Linked DNA regions of Mus musculus: region 2 is linked to region 1. A link is a contact called in public HiChIP or PLAC-seq data. All regions are on one chromosome and are shown on one strand. Each heading gives the region's core, a stretch centred on a gene start, on an enhancer-like site or on the middle of the called end of the contact. The rest is flanking DNA. Distances are from core to core; before and after follow the strand shown.

Region 1 (4,185 bases), core at 1,661-4,160:
TGCATGTGTACCGTATGCATTCCTAGTACCCGTGGAGTCTAGAGGAAGGTGTTGGATCCCTTGTAGCTGGGGTTACATAGGTGGCTGTGAACTGCCACATTGGTACCTGGTTTTCGGTAAGAACAGAGAGTGCTCTCACCACTGAGCCATGTTGCTAGCCCCAAGATTTGTTTTGTAATAGCCCCTCTAACTGGGTTGAGATGGAATCTCAAAACCAGTTTTAATTTGCACGTTCCTGATAGCTAAGGATGCGGGATACTTGTAAAACATATTTATTGGTCATTTGTATTTCTTGTTTTGAGAATTGGCTATTCATTAGTTCATTAGTGCGCATATTAATTGAGGTGAATTTGAGGGGGTTGGTGTTTACTTTATACATGCTAGATAGCCATCCCCTGTTGTCTAATGGATAGTTGGCAAAGACTTTCTCCAATCCTGACTCTGGTGATTGTTTCTTAATTTTATGCAACCCAGTTTGTCAGTTCTCCGTATTGAGTCCTGGACTATTAGTGCCCCTTAACGAAAGTCGATGCCCAAGTCCCTGTCTTTTACCTATGCTTTCCTATAGCAGTTTCAAAGTTCCAGGTCTTACGTTAAGGCCTTTTATCCACTTTGAACTTTTGTTTGTATTAGGGTGAAGGATGAGAATCTAATTTCATTCTTTTACATGTGTGACCTAGTTTCCCCAGGACCATTTGTTGAAGAAGTTGACTTTTTTTTTCCTAGTGTATGGTTTTGACACCCTTGTCAAAAATCTGGTAGCTTATAGGTGCTTTGGTTTATTTCGGGGCCAGTCTTCTGTTCTAATCCTTTGGTCTATATGTCTTTTGTTGTGTGCCAGTGGTGGTGGTTGCTGGATGGATGAGTTTGAGTTCTTCCAGTTACTGGTATATGTAAAAGCAAAGAAGCACATTTGGAGGAGTATAGGGCATTTGGTCTGTTGGGGGCATAATGTGGATTCAGGGTAACAGAATGAGATGAAGACGAGGGCCAGGAGGCATTAAGGCAGAGATAGGTCTTGTGTGTCCCGTGAGAAGCTTGGACTTGATTCCTGGGTGAGCAGGGATTTCATGGTGTTGAGTAGTAGTGACAATGGCCATGTCTGAATGTCTGTAAGTTCCTTTTGGCTGCTTTGTAAGGGATGCTGGGCTGTGAAGCTGGTCTGGTTGCTAGGTTTAGAAACAAAACAAATGGGAAAAAAAGAGAAACAAACAAAATGAAACACAGATGGTCCAGTTACATTTGAACTTTACAGAGAGAATGCTTTAAGTGTGTGACCCAAATGTAGTACAAGGTAGAAACTGATTCTATGTACCTGAGATTCAAATTCAACTAGGTGGCTTGTACTCTGTCTGTCATCCCAGTCTTAGATTTATCACAGAGAGATGATGGTTAGTGGCTTGGGCTATGATGGAGAGAGAGAGTTGAATAGAAGTGGGAAAGAACTTGGAATGACAAGGATGTGGGATCATGAAAGAGAAGGAGGTGTCAAACATGACAGTGTCCACTTTTGTCCCTTGGCAGCCTGCTGGTAAAGAGCCTAAGGTGAGATCCTTTGACTCAGCCATGCCTGGGGAAGGTGCTCCAGGCTGAATTGCTCAAACCCTTCCAAATCACTAGCCTTCTTCCACGGCTCACCTTACAAACAAAGCTACTTGTGACCAAACCCCTTCCACTCAGAGAACTGACATGGGACTGTCACAGTGTGGTTCCTCAGGATGGACATGCAGTCCCTCCAGGTGTCTAGGCTGGCCACCACAACAGATGACTGCCCAGTTCTCCAATACATTCCTGTCCCTTCTAGAGTCACAAGAAGTCAAAAAGAACCATGGATCTCCTCCACAGAGGAGATTGGGAGAATGTACCAAGAAGCAATTCTTGAGACTCAAAGAATGGGAAGTGAGAGAAAACCAGGTGGCATCAGGGGACCTTGTGGGCTGGCACTTTTGACTGGTCTCATTACCAGGGTTGTTAGGAATAAGCCAGGTTTAGCAATTTGTCTTCAATAGGCCAACTGAACAAATAAGGAATAGTGAAAATTTGCAAGAGAAAAGGGTTTTACATATGTATTCAATGCACAAGTCCTTAAAAAAAAAAAAAAAAGTCTGAGCCAGGCAGTGGTGGTGCACGCCTTTAATCCCAGCACCGGGGAGGCAGAGGCAGGCAGATTTCTGAGTTCAAGGCCAGCCTGGTCTACAGAGTGAGTTCCAGGACAGCCAGGGCTACACAGAGAACCCGTGTCATGAAACCTCCCCCAACCCCTGCAAAATAATAAAACCAGAAAAGGACAGAAAGGCCTGGTGCCTATGCCTCCCCATGTTCATCTTCTGGGTACTGTCAAGTAGATTTAAATAGAGGACTAGAGATATGGATAACTAAGCAATGCCATGGTCTCCCCCATCACTGACCCTTCATTGTCCGCATGAGCTCTACCCTGTCTCTCCTGTAAGGTGGTCTGACAGGTTGTCCAAACTGTGTGGAATCTTGGGAGCTAAGTTCCTCCTTTGGTTGCCACCATGACCTCTGCCTTTCCTTTTAGGAGCATGTATCTCCTATGGGAAACGACTTTATGGGTGCATTGTTTCAATCAACTTATAGCCAAGTTGGGAGGGTCCCAAGCTTCTCTTTAGCGTATCTTCATTCTTATCAGGATGGCTACATCCCAAAGGGGCTGCGAAAAACTTCAAAAGGAGCCCAACTCAGGAACTTCAGCATCTTCCCTTGCTTTCAGATTTCAGGGGGCAGCCAGGCTTTGAGGCAGAGGCTGAGCTAATCAGTGCACTCCTGTCTCTCCCCTGTCCCTCCCCCTGTTTCAGGTGTCACCCAACTGAGGGGACCAGCACACCCCTCTGCTTTCCATCATGGCTCAGGTTTGGGTTGGTCTTCTATTTTCCAGAGCCAAGATCTGGATTAAACACAAAGTTCATTATGTGGTGTAACTTTAAACCGTGAGTAATAACAGCCGGGACAAACTAAAGGACGTCAAGCATGTAAGGAATTGCTTTTTAAAAAATTACTTCTAATTCTTTTCAGATTGTAAGATTTGAGTGTCTACAAGGATCATCCTGCTGGCTTCGCTCTCACGTTCCCGTCTCTCTCCTTTGTCCACAGGGTCTCTAGTTGTCTAACTTGAAAAATGAAGCAGGGATCACTTCATCTTTTCTGGGATTACCTCAGTTCCTGGAGCAGCTCCACGGCCTGCAAGTTTTCCAGAATGTGATCCTCCAGGGGATTGATGAATCAGGGGTGGGCGGCACCATAGTCATGACCCATGAGTTATGCAACACCCTAGCTATAGTCTAGGAACTAATGAACGATGTTTGCCCAGCGCCCTCCCCTCCCCCCCCAGCTAAGGAGCCTGTGCTCTTCCCGTGTTAGTAAGACCCACTTCTTGTATGAGCCTCTGGCATGCTCTGCTCCCTCTGAGACCATCAGCTTCAGCCCTGCTTCCTGGCCAGCTCCAAAATGTACATGTTGTATATACACATTGTTGGCTCCTCTTCTTTCCAGCCGAGGAGTCTGCTTGCTGTATACTAGCTCCATCAAACCCTAACCCCCCAGTTCCCACAAGGCATTTGCTTATCTTCTGTACCTCTAAACTGATCATCCATCCAGGGACCTCATCAGGCAGAGGAAACTCTTCAGTCTGCAGCGGTGGGAATTTTATCTTGTTCTCAGGGTATGGGATGGATCCAACTCTGGATGGATTCTTCCAGATGGCGATCCAGTTGTCCCAGCCCTGTTGATTGAGTGCAGACAGGAGAACCAGTTCAGTACAATGAGAGGCTCACAGGGACTGAGGAGGAGTGTGGGAACGGCAGGTGCACCAGTTCACAGTCGCTCCATGCTCACTCCAGCTGTGAGTGATGAGGGGCGAAATGGCTGCTCAGAACCATATTTGTTAACTGCCGTTTCGTTGGTCTTCTGAGCATTCATGTATGAATTCTTTTGAGTTAAATGATGGATAGCATAGACTTGCTACCAAAGATTGTGCTAAAGGGCCCTGCCGCCACTTGGTAGGGCTCAGAGCAGAACAGTCTAGATTACAATGTTTCTCTGAAGGGCCAGGTAGTAAATGGTTTTGTTTGTGAGTCACTGCCGCAACCATGCAATTCTCTCATTGTAGTAAAACACAGTTATAGATAACCTGGAAAAAATAGCATTGCTGTGCTCCAATCAAACTTT
Region 2 (4,263 bases), core at 57-2,556, 300 kb before region 1:
GCTTTACACACCATTGCTTGTCCATCCCTTTGGGCACCATGCTGTGCCTGGCGCAAGCTAGTAATCCCCAACTGGTCCTGGCCCTTGCCAGTTTACAACCTTAAGTCACAAAGGCGGGCAGTTAACAAACACATCCAGTTATCTGCCAATCACAAGAGATCCATTGAGTGAGCTAGGGTGAGGAACAGGGACCTCCTTCAAAGAACTTCCAGTCTGCTGCGTAAATAAGGTTTTGGCAGAAGAGGTTCAGGGGAGAGATACCGCCAACGTCGGCATTATGGAACAGATATATTTTTTAGTTATTGGCCTGTGGCTTGGTTCTCTACTTAAGACACAACCCTCACCTGAGATGAAAGAGTTTAGTTCCAGGCCCTCCACCTGCAGACAGTTGATACAAAGCACTAGGCTGAGAAGTGCATGCCCCCTGTCTCCCTGGGTGGTCAGGGCTTATCACTTGTTTTCACTGATGGAGCCCGATGGACCATAACTAAACTACAGCCCCTGATGCTGGGAGGATTTTCGGTACAGCATCTCAACCTAGGCCCGCTGAGCGCGAGACCTCAGGTGGGAGCAGCCTACTGAATGCACAGGTTTTGGGTGAAGACTGAAGGAGGCTTTGGGTAAAGACATCCCTGGCATTCTGGTCGCAGTGTCTCCCCTGGGCGCGCCGGGCAGGCCAGAGGAGCCGCGCTCAGCAGGTCCCTATACTCTTCCGACGGGCACAAGGTCCCGGGCGGGTTCCGAGAGCCGGACTATGTAAAGGCGGCCAGGACTGGCCCAGTTTGGGTTTGTGCTCCTAGGGCTGTGGGTCCGATCGTGCGGTGCCCGCACCATTGCAAAGAAAGAGGCTTCCCCGAGGGCGGGTTGCACCGTGTCCCGGACCGGGCGACTTTGGGGCCTGGGCGAGGTAGCAAAGCAGGGCGGAGGGAGGAGTGCAAGTGTGGGGAGAACGCGCGGGAGCCCGAGCCCGCGGCCCGAAAAGGGTGGGTCTGGGATCTGCGGAGGTTGTGGCGGGAGGAGCGAACCAGGGAACGAGGGAGGTGGGCCCGGCTGGAGGGCCCCGAGCCACCGGGGATTGGCGGGGGGGGGGGGGGGGGCGGAGCGCCGAGGGTGGAGATGGGGCCGCGGGAGGGAGGGGAGCCGGCGGGGCGCGGCCAGGGGGCGGGGCGCCCGGACCTGGGGAAGATAAGAGCGTGCTCGCGGGGAGCGAGGGCGGGCGGGAGGGAGGGGCGGGGGACTTAGAGACCAAAGAGGAGACAAAAGGACCGGGTGTGTGGGAGGGGCATAGACAAGCGGGGGCTAGGGGAGGGGCGCCAGGGGACGACTCGCAGGGAGGGGTGTGTGAGTGTGTGTGTGGGGGGAATGGCGTGGGAGGGACTTAGAGTGGGACGTGAAGGGACAGCATAAGAGAGCGCGGGGGTACAGAGAAAGGGGGGGGGCAGGAGTGCTCCACCACGCTGGCCACGAAGGGGAGGGGACACCGTGAAGTGGAGGCCGCTGGGAGGAACGGCCACACACAGGGAGGGAGGTCCCGGGGATGGATGGACAGTCCGCTAGAAAGAGGGACCCGGAGGGGAAGGGTGTACAGACTCGGGGAGAAAGCCTTTCGAGAACCCAAGGGTGGAGGCTGATGGGCGTGTATCAAGCGCGGAGGGCTGGGATTGAAAGCTGCCCTTTGGGATGACCAAAAGACCAGTGGGGGCTGCAACAGACGGGACAGGGCTACTAAGGAGGGCGAAAACTGCTCAAGGGAAAGTGGAACCTAAGAGGGTTGTAGAAGGGTGGCGGGGGTGGCTTCGGGCTCGGCAGGAAGGCGCCACCACCGCCTTCTGCCCGTCCCCAATGTGCCCCGCCCCGTCCGGGGGCCCTAAGGGCAGCGGCCGGGCCATGGGGGAGCCGAGCCAGGGCGGTACCATTCGGAACGGGAGGGGGGGTTGGGGGAAGGGAGGAGCCAGGGGTCAGAACCCTGTTGGGGGCGGGAGGGGGGCGCCACACCCTGGGAAAAAGGCTTGGGCACATCCAGAGCCGACCAATCAGTAAGCAAAGCCGGGGTGGCGTCAAGGGGCAGCTTTGGCCAATAGGAAGGAAGAACACTTCGGAGGTTCGGAGGAAGAAAAGGAAAAAAAAAAAAAAAAGAGCCCCACGAAACAACAATTGAATCCGTTTGGGGGCTTGGAAAACGGGGAGTGGGCGTCGTTTATGTCATGTTCCAGCGTCTGCCCTCGCCTTCGAAGGATGGGGTGGCTTGCATCACTTTAGTGTTGTATGGCGCAAACATCGCGCAGAAGGGTCCCGAGAAAGTAGACCCGGAATTGTCCACTTATTGGTGCTTCGATTTGGGAACTGGTTTGCACAGAGATGGCAGCTTTGTGCTTAAGAGTGAAAGAATGTTGAGGTATCTTAAATGGAGGCAGGAGGAGGTAGAGGTTCCTCATTCCCCTTCACTGGCTACCGATTTAAGTGACAGCTAGCGGAGCGGATTATGGACAATCTCAAGCCAGTGCATAAGTTAAAAAATGTCCTTTGGGCATTGAACACTACTCATTATATTTATTTCCCTTGACAGCCAGTCCCAGGTACTTCCTGAGGACTATTGGTAAGAGCACACACAGTTACCACTCAGAAATTCTGGGAGAAAAAAAATTGTATGACTTTTGACTTCCAAGTTAGCCTAAGGTTCTAGTTCCTGATTCACCATGTAACATGGGACTTATCACATTCTCTGAAATCTTATCGTATGGAAATCAAGGTATTGGTAGGTAGGCAGCTGGAGGTCTAACCATTTTGGAATTCATTTGGAGAGTAGTAGCATGCCTGACAGAGGTCCAGATGGAATGGGTGGGTGGGTGGGGGGTTGTAAAGACCCAAAACCATGGTAGCAATAGGACCGGTGATCTAAAGGTCTAAAGCTGCAACCGTAGCATAGTGTGTCTCAGAGGGGTTCACACCTTCCAGCATATTCTGAGTTTGGATCTTGTGATAAGGTTCTGAGGGGTGAGTCTCCCCTAGAGAACACGAGGTGCAGCGTGGTTTAGGGCCTTGGGCATGCTAAGCACTAATGCTGCCACTGCATTACACCACCAGCCTGCCACCCATGGATACAAAAGTCCGCGTTAATGACCATATGGCTGAATCCTGCTTGAATCCCTGGTGAGGAACTGGCTGGGTGAGTTAGAAAGGAAACACGTTTACTTCTGAGATTGCATACGTGTCCCTGTAAAGTGAGGAAAAAGCCTGTCTTGTTACTATGAAGACATACAAAAAACCGATACTGCTCTTTCAGCTTTCTGTCGACATGCCTCCATGGCTCTACTTTTAGGGGTTGCTGGGGGGGGGGGGGGATCAAACCTGGGCCTTGTAGGTATATAGGCTGGTACACTTGTCATGTAAGAAAAAATCCTTTCTGGGGAGACACAAGTCTGCTCACCCCAGACAGGAAGCCCAAGAGAGACCCAAGTACAGATACCACCAAAGTTCAACTTGGTGAACCAATGAGTTTTATTGGGCTTGTGTACAGGAGCAAAATGACTGAAACCCAGCTGTATTACCAAAGCCTACCAAAGCACGGGTGGGTGACAGCTCACAATGCTGGGGACCTGGAGCACACTGCACTGCCAGAAAGCAGCTCAACATGCTGGAGAGAGTCCCTTCCAGGGGCCTTGGTGGGTCTAAACCTCTTCCAGGCAGCTGATCATCTAGCTTAAGTTAGTCTTTGCAGCTTGTCTCTCTCCATCTGTGGACTCTCAGCTTTTATCATTTGCTCTGGCTGGGGGATGGGGAGGGTGTGCTGAAGGGCTGAAATCAGTTTTAGGGAGTTCCTGAAGCTTTTCTGTGTTGTTGCCTTAATGTTTGGGGAACTTCCTGTAGGATAGAATGTTTATTTCTCAGAGGAAACCAAATTCCCCTCTGAGCTACATCTCCAAATGACACTGTGTACAGCAACCTGAACAAGCTGGAAAGCACACAGATGCAAAAAGCTAAGTTACAACTCCTCGGGGTTAGATCTCCCTTCAGCTTGGTTCTATGATCAATCAAGGGTAGGATCCAGCTGTGGTTTGTCCATGCTTCTAGATTCAGAGGTTAAACCACACAGTACTTTCTCAACCCCTGATTATAAGTTGGTATTCACACTGGATCATGATTGATGGGTGATATATGTGAAACTAGAGACTTGGGATAATTTCCTTAGTTTTCATGACCAGCTAACAAGTCTTGGTAATGAAAGGAAGTTCCCCTGAAGATTCAACAGGGAAATAGATAATA

Evidence for each region. HiChIP or PLAC-seq counts read pairs in DNA pulled down with a chosen protein or histone mark.
Region 2: an H3K27ac HiChIP or PLAC-seq map of the NIH/3T3 cell line shows a contact between it and region 1, with 12 times the contacts expected there. The contact joins the promoter of 9530027J09Rik here to the enhancer-like site in region 1. A contact is called at or near these places in 1 of 15 datasets of contacts at CTCF or cohesin (the NIH/3T3 cell line), 30 of 484 Hi-C or Micro-C datasets (3T3-L1-derived adipocytes, the C2C12 cell line, CD4 T cells and 16 more), 6 of 115 datasets of contacts at active chromatin or transcription factors (the NIH/3T3 cell line, embryonic forebrain, embryonic stem cells and 2 more) and 1 of 9 other capture datasets (embryonic stem cells).

Annotation. Positions count from the first base shown.
Region 1 is chrX:47,987,311-47,991,495 of GRCm38.p6, reverse strand. No RefSeq gene overlaps it. Among named protein-coding and RNA genes, the nearest start is that of Apln, 45 kb to the left of the region's middle. Within about 2 kb of position 2,910, at least 19 of the 459 cell types and tissues checked have an H3K27ac peak or open chromatin away from gene starts, as enhancers often do. A contact at or near this core is called in the C2C12 cell line, the NIH/3T3 cell line and embryonic fibroblasts, where this site is marked.
Region 2 is chrX:48,282,469-48,286,731 of GRCm38.p6, reverse strand. It overlaps 9530027J09Rik (RIKEN cDNA 9530027J09 gene), which reads left to right and starts at 1,306. Exons shown (of 4, transcript NR_045916.1): 1 at 1,306-1,337; 2 at 3,085-3,166.